2 separate regions of the Cyprinus carpio genome follow, and region 2 is linked to region 1. The links are chromatin contacts, called in public Hi-C maps. All regions are on one chromosome and are shown on one strand. Each heading gives the region's core, a stretch centred on a gene start, on an enhancer-like site or on the middle of the called end of the contact. The rest is flanking DNA. Distances are from core to core; before and after follow the strand shown.

Region 1 (4,445 bases), core at 886-3,385:
GTGTTTTCCCACAACTGTCTACCTCGGCAGTCTTCAAACTTTTATGGGGGACAAATGACCCCCAGTTGAACATTGCAAAAAAATTTTGTTTTAGCATAAAGCTTTAGCCAATTTTTTATTTTTTTTTGGTCCACTAACTAGTTAAGATCACACAATATTTGGCAGACTCCCTGCTGAAGACCCTTGGTTTGCACTGTGAATGTGCCTCTTTACAAACATTTTCTCTTATGCTAAAACATGCAACCATTGAAAACACTTTCTATAAGCCTATCAGTTCCACCTGTTATTTTTCATGGGATGTTTTTCCCGAGCCACAGTTTTCACAAGTGATAGTTGGCTTTCCACACCGATAGGTCTTAGAGCCAGGCCTGTGTTTGTTCAGACACCTCCCCACAATAACTCTCACCATTGTGTGTGAGACGGTATCGTGGATTTCCTCTCACTGTTGTCCTGCTCACCGCCCAAGAGCTCCCAATGTTAAAGACAGATTTCCTTTAGTTTCTTTTTTTTTTTTAACCTGAGACTTCATAGTTATTATTGAATAAAGTGATATATTTATGCATGCATGTATTTATTTATTTGAGTGCAATTGGGCCATATGAAATAGTTAGATTCTTCATTGTTTTTCTAATAGAGGATGGAATAATATGGGAAAAATTCTCGTTTGGGTTTTTTTAAAAAAACCAAATCACAATTTATCAACTTTTTCTCTTCTCTGGGGTCATTTTTGACACACTGTCTGTAATAGGTTACTGCAAAGCCTGGCTGTTTTTACTGCACTTGTGCTGATTGGAGGGAATGAAGCCAATGTAAAAGATCAGGAACACAAATAAAAGTCAAACTCTGTGCACTGATGATTACCTCTTTATCTCTCTCTACAGCAATCTACGACCACCGAGTCAGCCGAGATGATCGATAGTTGGTGCTAAACCCTAATTCTTCTGACGTTTGAGAAGTGGTGCTAGATGCTTATTTGACAGGTAAAGTGTGTGTGTGTGTGTGTGTGTGTGTGTGTGTGTGTGTGTGTGTGTGTGTGTGTGTGTGAGAATGTGCAGAAACTGTTCTAAGAATGCAGTGTGCTGCAGGGTCATGATTAATTCAGTCCCCACTAGCAGCTAAATTCAGAGTTCCTGAAATATCACAGAAGCCTTTTAATAGTGCGACACCATGAGCCAGAGAGGACTGGGTGGGCTTGTGTGCACTGTAGGATCAAAACACACACACATACGCACTGACTAAACCTGCAGAGCAATGAATAGCTCACACACACTGTATCCAAACAGTCTCTGAATATTGCCACATACTTATTTATCTTCAGACTAATCTATGCCTCTTCACCAAAATTGCAGCTTAAAGACTGTATTAAAGTATTAAAGGGTTGTGAATTTCATCAGTAAGTGTTACACTGCATGTTGAGTTTGTAGCTCAGGACTAACCCATCTGGTTATACAGCATTTTATGGATGACAGGTTTTGCATCTGTGGCCTGTTTTATTGTGTAATAAGTGTGTGGGGGGGTTTATTTTGTGCTATAGACAGAGAAAGCCTGTGTTTGTCACACTTGAAATGCTTTTGCCAAGTCCATAATTAGTGTGCAATAGGCGTCCTTTGCCGTATGGGTATATATGCGTGTGTGCCAAGCGATTTCAATCGAGTGTGTGTGCGCATGCTTGCCAATATTTGTGCATCCAGTGTGTGCCATGTGTGTTCAGAATGCGTGGGAAGCTCAGTGTGTTTGCATGCGTGGGTGTTTCACGGGAGCACAGCCAGTCTTCTCACTTTGGTGTCTCCCTAAAGAACACTTTAATTTTAGACCCATCTTTTTTCCCTAATCTGTCCATCCATCCTGTTCAAGCCTTCTGCTGTTCCTTTCCTCCCTCCTCCCCTTGCTCTCTTTCTTTCCATCCTTTCCTCTCTCCATCACGCCTGGCCTAATGAGATTAACCCCAGTGTCTCTCTTGTCATAGACACACACTCATACACATGCAAATAATCAAACTCGAGCAACACAACACAAGTACACACACTCCTTTATGTACACATGCACACAGACACCGCTGGCTTGACTCCAGGGCTTTGCTCTGGTCGTCCCTCCCTCTGATCACGCTCACCCTTTGCCAAGAGGCCCTAGGAAGGGTTATAATGACCTCAGTGTACTCACCCTACAGGTGAACTCCCACAAGCCCATCTGTGCACCCTTTCCTCCCATTAGAAAACAGAAGAGCACTGCCCCCTAGAGGCAAAGAGTGGCACTGAAGTTCTGGAGGGTTCCTTTGTTATTAGCTGCCTTCAGGCCAAAAACTCATACAGACTACAAAGGATGTGTTTTCCCCCTGTGTTTAATGGATTTGGCAGTTATTTGTGCCTCACCCCCTTATGTCCCATCTCTTTTCTTTCTCTCTCCAGTTGGCCGGAGTAGCAGTAAACAGCTTCTCCTTCTTGTTGGTGAGTGGCCCTCTCTGTTTTGCAGTGGAGGGCTTCACACTCACAGCTAGTGTGGTGAGTAACCATGTGCTCTGTTCACTTGGTAGAGTGTAGCACTGAACAATAATTTATATCCGTAAGAATATTTGGTGCTTGTTAGCGCATATGAAATCAATTTGTACACTTCGGTGTTATGGTTGACTAAAACTATTGAAAAATTTTTCGTTAATGAAGCTGAAGTCATATTAAATGTAAATTTTAGATGAAAAAAATTGAAAAACTGAAATAAAAATTAAAGCACAATTAATAAAAGCACAACAAAATGACTAAAACTTCAACTAAAATTTAAATGAAAATATAAAAATAATAGGTAATTTAAAATATTAAAACTAAAAGTTCATAATACTCAAGTAACACTCATACATTTAAGTGTATCTAATTAATGAAAAGTGTCTGCTCTGCCATCTGATTTAAGCCAATATATTGAAGCAAGGATAATGGTTTAGTAGTTAAGTAGTACAGTGTCACAACCACTTTGCTACATGTTGGAAAGAATGCCAGAATTTACGTGTTTTTCCCGGCAGTGATAGATGTATATGCTAAGATAATAAAGACATGTAGAAAACTAAATTGTCTTTGTTTCTTGTCTAGGCTGGATGCATCACACAGCAGAACAGTTCACCGGGTGCAGCACACGGGACCCTTTTCCTCTGGACGGACTCAACCGGGGACCATGGGCTCCTGTGGGCAGCCACGCCTGGTCACCTCCCTCCAGGTAATATACCTCATGATCAGGGCCGAATCATGCTTTTAGTGACCTCACTGATAAAGTTATGCTAACTGACCTATGAGAAGGAATGATCAAAAAACAACCTTGTTTTCTTATCTCTCGATAGGTGCTTACCAGGTGTCAATCAGCACCAGTTCCTCCCCCATATGCCACCTAGTCACATGACTGGGCTAAATCATCCTAGTAAATTCTTAAACAATGGGTGAGTTTTCAGTAAGCTTTATTGTTGTTTTACAAATACTTCTGGCAAAAGTTTGTTAATGTGTTCTTGTATTTGCAGTCCCTTACATCGAGGAGATAAGCAAGACCTGTCTCAGGCTTTGTTGCCAGGATTACAGAGGATACCCCCTGCTCCTCCCAGGCCTTGGGAACCAACTAGAACTGGCCAGGGATATGAGCCATTGCCTGGTGATAACCACAACCGACTGCACAATGGCTACAATGCAGGACCTCCTGCACACCTCACAGCTCGAGCCAGTCAGCTACTGAAGGTGATTATTGAACATATATTTCATTACTGTGCCTTTTATATGTTCTCTTGTTATATAAAAATGAGTAGGGTTTCTGTATAAATCAGTATTTTTAAATGTATAAGTTATGAAAGACTAGCTTTATATTACACTAAAGTTGTTGTTAATTTTTTTGTATGTAATTGAATGTATAGCGCACTTAACTATGTTCTGTGGTTGAGAGTACTTTCGCCAACATCTCTTTCTCTCACTTTATCCACGTACGGTGCTCCTCATCCTCAGTTCTCAGCCCATGGCTCACGGCCCATGCCTCCATTATCTGATATGTGGACTCAGTCTCAGACTCAGCAGCAACCCAGGGGACCTCATTCTCATTCTGGACAGTTAAAACGACCTGGGCCCCCTCTTGGAGAGCACTCTGTCATTCAGCATACCCCTGCTCCATCTCTGCACCGGCCCATGGAGGACTGCCCCAGTCCCAATAAGAGAAAGAAGAGCTCTGAGTCTGATCAGGTTAGTCGAGAGCATATACCATCTTTTGATATGCTCACCTCTGCATTTTTTATCCTAAAATGCATCTTTACCAAGCCCTCTTTTTTACTGTTTCTTATGACAGATGCCTCATTCCGCCATGCAGCGCATATCTGGGCCACCTGTACATTTGAATCAGCAGCCATCCTCCAACTACCCCCCACCAAAACCTGGCTTTTGGAACCCATTGCACAAAGGTGGAGCACCCTGGAACCTGAATGAACACAAAAG
Region 2 (4,497 bases), core at 1,197-3,696, 69 kb before region 1:
TTTAGTTTGATATAGAAGGATGCTCTTAAAAGAATAAGGAGGTGAAGCCACAATCTAATCCTGTTTCCCAGTAGGATTGTGCTTACAGACTTGTTGCTTTGACAACAACTCTGTGATGAACTGAACAATCCAGGATTGTCAAATCAGCAGGTCCAGCGAACTCCGCTGTCCGCAGATAAAACCACAGGACCTATAGGGCAATCCAAGTTCACATGCCGAATTTCTAGAAATAGAGGGTGCTATAATTTCAGAAAATTCTCAAAATTGTGCAACTGTGATCCAATTAGTTGAAATTTCCCACCAAATCATCTATATCCACAGGAATTATTCCTTCAAATCTGACAGCTGGGTCATTACTCCGCTTTTTCCAGTGGCGGCTAGATTTGTTCTTTAGAGCCGGAGGCAATCTCCTCAGGACACTCATAAGGTTGAGGGAAAATTCTTGGAAGAAGAGAACAAGACAGCGGAGAAACTGGAACAGAAGAATAGTTCTGAGGGAAGAGGAGAGAGAAAGCGAGAGCGAGGGTGGCCTTCGTGTAAGGCTGCATTCACTCTGCCATCCTCTTCTGAAAGAGCCAGACTCGCTCAGACTGTAAGGAGCTCTTTATTCAGTCACAGGTCTGTGTGTCTCGGTACCGCTAACTGATTGTTGGGGTGCTCATAGCAACATGTCTAATTCACATTCAAATTGGCCTCCAAGGCGCCATTGTAATCGTTCAGAGCACTTCAGATTTTTTTCTTAAAAAAATGCAAGTTAAAAAGAAGAAGGGAGAGAAAGACATCTTTTGAGTCGCAGAATGGAGGATGAAGTCCCCAGGGTTAATTCATCACCCCCATGTTCCCACCTCAGACCCATTGAGTCTGTGAGAGGGGTCGTTCTCAAGAAGTAACCCGCATTTCCTCACATGAATCTGACACGTGTTGCTCCGGGCAGCTTGTGGAGAGGTGAATGTAAAACCTGGATGGGCCGAGCTGTCCAGATTTCTGTCTGAACCCTCCTCTCACACCAGATGAGAACTTAATAATGATCTGGAAGTGCCAGCTGAGGACAAGTGGACAATCTGATTTGCGTCTTGAGTGATTTGGGTCCCTCGGGGACACCAGTCCCCAGTCTCGCTACATTTAAACCGACATAATTGAGTTAGCTCTTCTCTGTATAGTATTGCATCAAACGTCCTCCATCTGTGTATTCAATTATGGCAGTGAAGCACCGACCAGACATTCCAGGACGAATACACACACACACACACACACACACTCATACACACGGCCCTCAACTGCACACCTAATCAAGAAACACTGCACACCTGTGACCTTGGAATTAGATTTGACCCACAAAACTTTCAATCAAAAATATTAACATTAAAATGAATTAATCCTTGACTGCAGTGTAATTGGTTTAAAGAAACCCTTATTGAAGTTTTTGCTCCCAAAGAAAAAAATCATGTCCCAAACTTTTTATTTGGTGTATTATCATTATTATTATTATTTTCAAAGGGATTAAAGACACCCATAATGAGAAAAAGGGAGAAAATCTAGTCCCAAACCGTATCATGCACAAACAAATTTATAAATAATGCTTTAATAATAATGATTTTATATAAATTGTAACACTTCTAATAAATGCACAGAATGTCCCTTTTTAATTTTGGTATTTTATATCTAATGTATTTTATAATGAATTTGACCAGCTTCGTATTTCACGAATAAATTACACATTTTGTAGAAGCAGTCAATATTGACCCCTATTTTTGCACACCGGCAGCATATCCATTCATTCAATTAGTTGCACGACAGGTATGTAAAAAGTGCTGTAGTGTTTTCTGATATAAAACAGCCTCAGGTTAAACTCTTATAAAGAATGGAAGGAGTAGACATAGTTTGATTCAAATTTGATCAATGTTTCTATTTATCTATTTCAAGATATGTCAGGTTCACCCGATATAGTTCAAACTGAACCCACGTGACCATAATGTAATTATTTTATAAAAACATTTATCCACCATTTATTACAATTTATGTAAAAAGCATATATAAAAGTTTTATATATAATATTTTTAGACACTCTTGGCAATGTCCCAGGGCCTGTTTCCAGTGTAAAAGCGTTTCTTGCAGTCTGTGTTCACGGAACAAATCTCATAAATGATCTTAAAACAACAGAAGGGTTAATTCACTAGAAGAGACACAAAATCAATCCATCCCCATCAACACTAGCAGCCCCACATTATCCCCAAAGCAGCACCCTGCTGGCCCTGAAGGGACACCCCGCTCTCTGCTCGGATGGAGGGAGTGATAGTGGAATTTGGAGGAGTCCTGAGCGTCCGGGAGAAACGGAGGCGGGTCCAAGAGAGACTCGTTCACCGAAAATAAACCTGCACGAGGGGGGAAATGACTTCGAGGGAGGAGAAAGCAGAAGAGAAGGGGGAAACATACGGGAGAGCGGAGAGAGAGAGAGAGAAGGGGGAGTGCCTGCGTTCGCAGCGGATTAAAAACTGCGCATCTCCTGCTCACATCAAACTCGTGAGTGGACACGAGGGGCTCGCGCCGTGGCACCACATCCTCGCCTGGCCGAGACCGCATCATCATATTTGCAGACCACAGAGAAGTCGGGAGATGCGCGCGTGCATTTTTTTGGGGGAGAAGACTCTGGAACAATTTTGCGCGCTGATGTTTGTGTCACATCATCTCCTCTTACAATGGCTTCATAACGCAGCTGCGCCGACATTTTACAGCGTGCGATTCAAATGTGCTCGTCATGTGTGACATGATGAAGGTGCTGGAGGATCGCGCGCTGCGACGTTCATTCACCGCGCGAGGAAAGAGAAACTACGCAGTTGCTTATTTAGCTCGCATTTTTACCATGAGGACATGCGAGGAGAAGAAGCCACCTCCCAGTTTGACCCTCCGCGCATTAGCAGGTAAAGACAGACACTTTCTGGACTTTATGCACCACGCCTGTTGTGTACTAACAGCCGTTTGCGTTGCCAGTGTGTCACTAGGTGTGCAATGCAATGAAACGTGTCCGCTCTGGGTTAATTATTAATATCGGAAGCGTGATACATACACGCATTTAATTTCCTTGCGGTTTGATGAAATTCAGTCATTTTGTGTCGGTTGCAAACAGAAAGTGAGTGTGGGTTTCTATATGAGTGGTGGATAAAGTTGCAGCCTTTACCAGTAACACGGGTGAGATCATAGTTACCGTGAACCGGGGAGACCGTGGGAGTTTAATATTGTGCAATCATACTATGGGGAATATAGCACAGTACATAGATGTGCTTTTTTTATTATAATTTTTTTTAATATATATATATATATAAACTATGCAATGCAAATCTCGCAGTTGTGTAAATCAACCCGCGCTGTAACGTAAGTGAGGGTTTCACATAGTTAAATAATTAAATGTCAGAGAATCGCTGAATGAGATTGGGGCCTGGCTGCGGGCGCGCGAGGGTGTCGCACTTTCTTTCGGAAATGTCATGTGGCGAAGTTGTGGCGGGATCGGATATTTTCCAGGAAGAGCATTTGAATTTTTTCTGTGACATGTTTTTTCTCTTCCTCTCTTCTGCTGACTGTATGTCGCCGCCCCCTTTTTTCCTCCTGTGTTTCCTGCATGTGAGCGCAGGGGGGCGCTGCAGCTCCACTTAAAGCGCCCCCCGCAGAGCCTTCTAGATTCTCAGCGCTTTTGGGAAGGAAAGAAGGGTCACGGCGGCGCTTAGTCTTCAGTTAAAGGTGTACTCAGTCTTTGTACTATTTAAAGTTTTGCACTGTGTAAAAAGTGCTTTTGAGAAATATGTTTAAAATGTTGTATGCTCATATCCACTCATATTAGTTTAACAGAAAAAAGATATTTATTCTACATGGAGTGGGTCTTCACCTGGTGACGCTACATTACCAGCACAGTTTATAGAAATGTTTATGAATACTACATATCGCACTTTCAGACACACAAAGGTCACACTTCCTGCTACACTGTTGTAAGAAATGTGTGAAAATGTATTAGCACTGAAAAAAAAAACAACCAACTAAATAAACATCATGCATCCAGGTCTATAGGTGTCAGTACACAGTCTAAATAACTGGTGCTATAGGCTAGATAAAAAAGTTCGTCAAGACAAACTTTAAGTTGGCTTGAAAAGCCTGAACAGAAAGTTTGAAAAGTTTGAAAAGTTTGAAGTTTCAAAAGTTGAAGTTTGAAAAGTTTGAAAATTTTAAGAAGTTTAATAAAGCAAGTGACTAGCATGTCATTAGCATTATTAGCAAAGTTACTAACATGTTTCTAGCATGATTAGCGAGTGACTAGCATGTCGCTATGCATGTTTGCAAGTGACTAGCATGCACTAGCATGTGGCAAGTGAAGTTGCATGTATTTAGCGATTAGCGAGTGACTAGGTCGCTCGATTTTTCTAGCATGATTAGCAGGTGACTAGCATGTCGAAGCAGTTTTTTAGCATCAAGTGACATGTTTTTTTGATTAGCTAGTGACTAGGCTTTCTA

The links. Hi-C and Micro-C count contacts between places; a contact is called where the count stands out from the background.
Region 2: a Hi-C map of skeletal muscle shows a contact between it and region 1, with 9 times the contacts expected there. The contact joins the promoter of LOC109100062 here to the enhancer-like site in region 1. A contact is called at or near these places in 5 of 8 Hi-C or Micro-C datasets (liver, red blood cells and skeletal muscle).

The regions. Positions count from the first base shown.
Region 1 is chrB7:7,790,556-7,795,000 of ASM1834038v1, reverse strand. LOC109100062 (lysine-specific demethylase 6B-like) reads left to right here. Exons shown (of 25, transcript XM_042726999.1): 5 at 882-980; 6 at 2,406-2,498; 7 at 3,075-3,198; 8 at 3,320-3,415; 9 at 3,494-3,703; 10 at 3,944-4,196; 11 at 4,300-4,445. The coding sequence starts at 3,080. Among protein-coding and RNA genes, the nearest start is that of tmem88b, 17 kb to the right of the region's middle. Within about 2 kb of position 2,135, at least 2 of the 8 cell types and tissues checked have an H3K27ac peak or open chromatin away from gene starts, as enhancers often do.
Region 2 is chrB7:7,859,727-7,864,223 of ASM1834038v1, reverse strand. It overlaps LOC109100062 (lysine-specific demethylase 6B-like), which reads left to right and starts at 2,446. Exons shown (of 25, transcript XM_042726999.1): 1 at 2,446-2,918.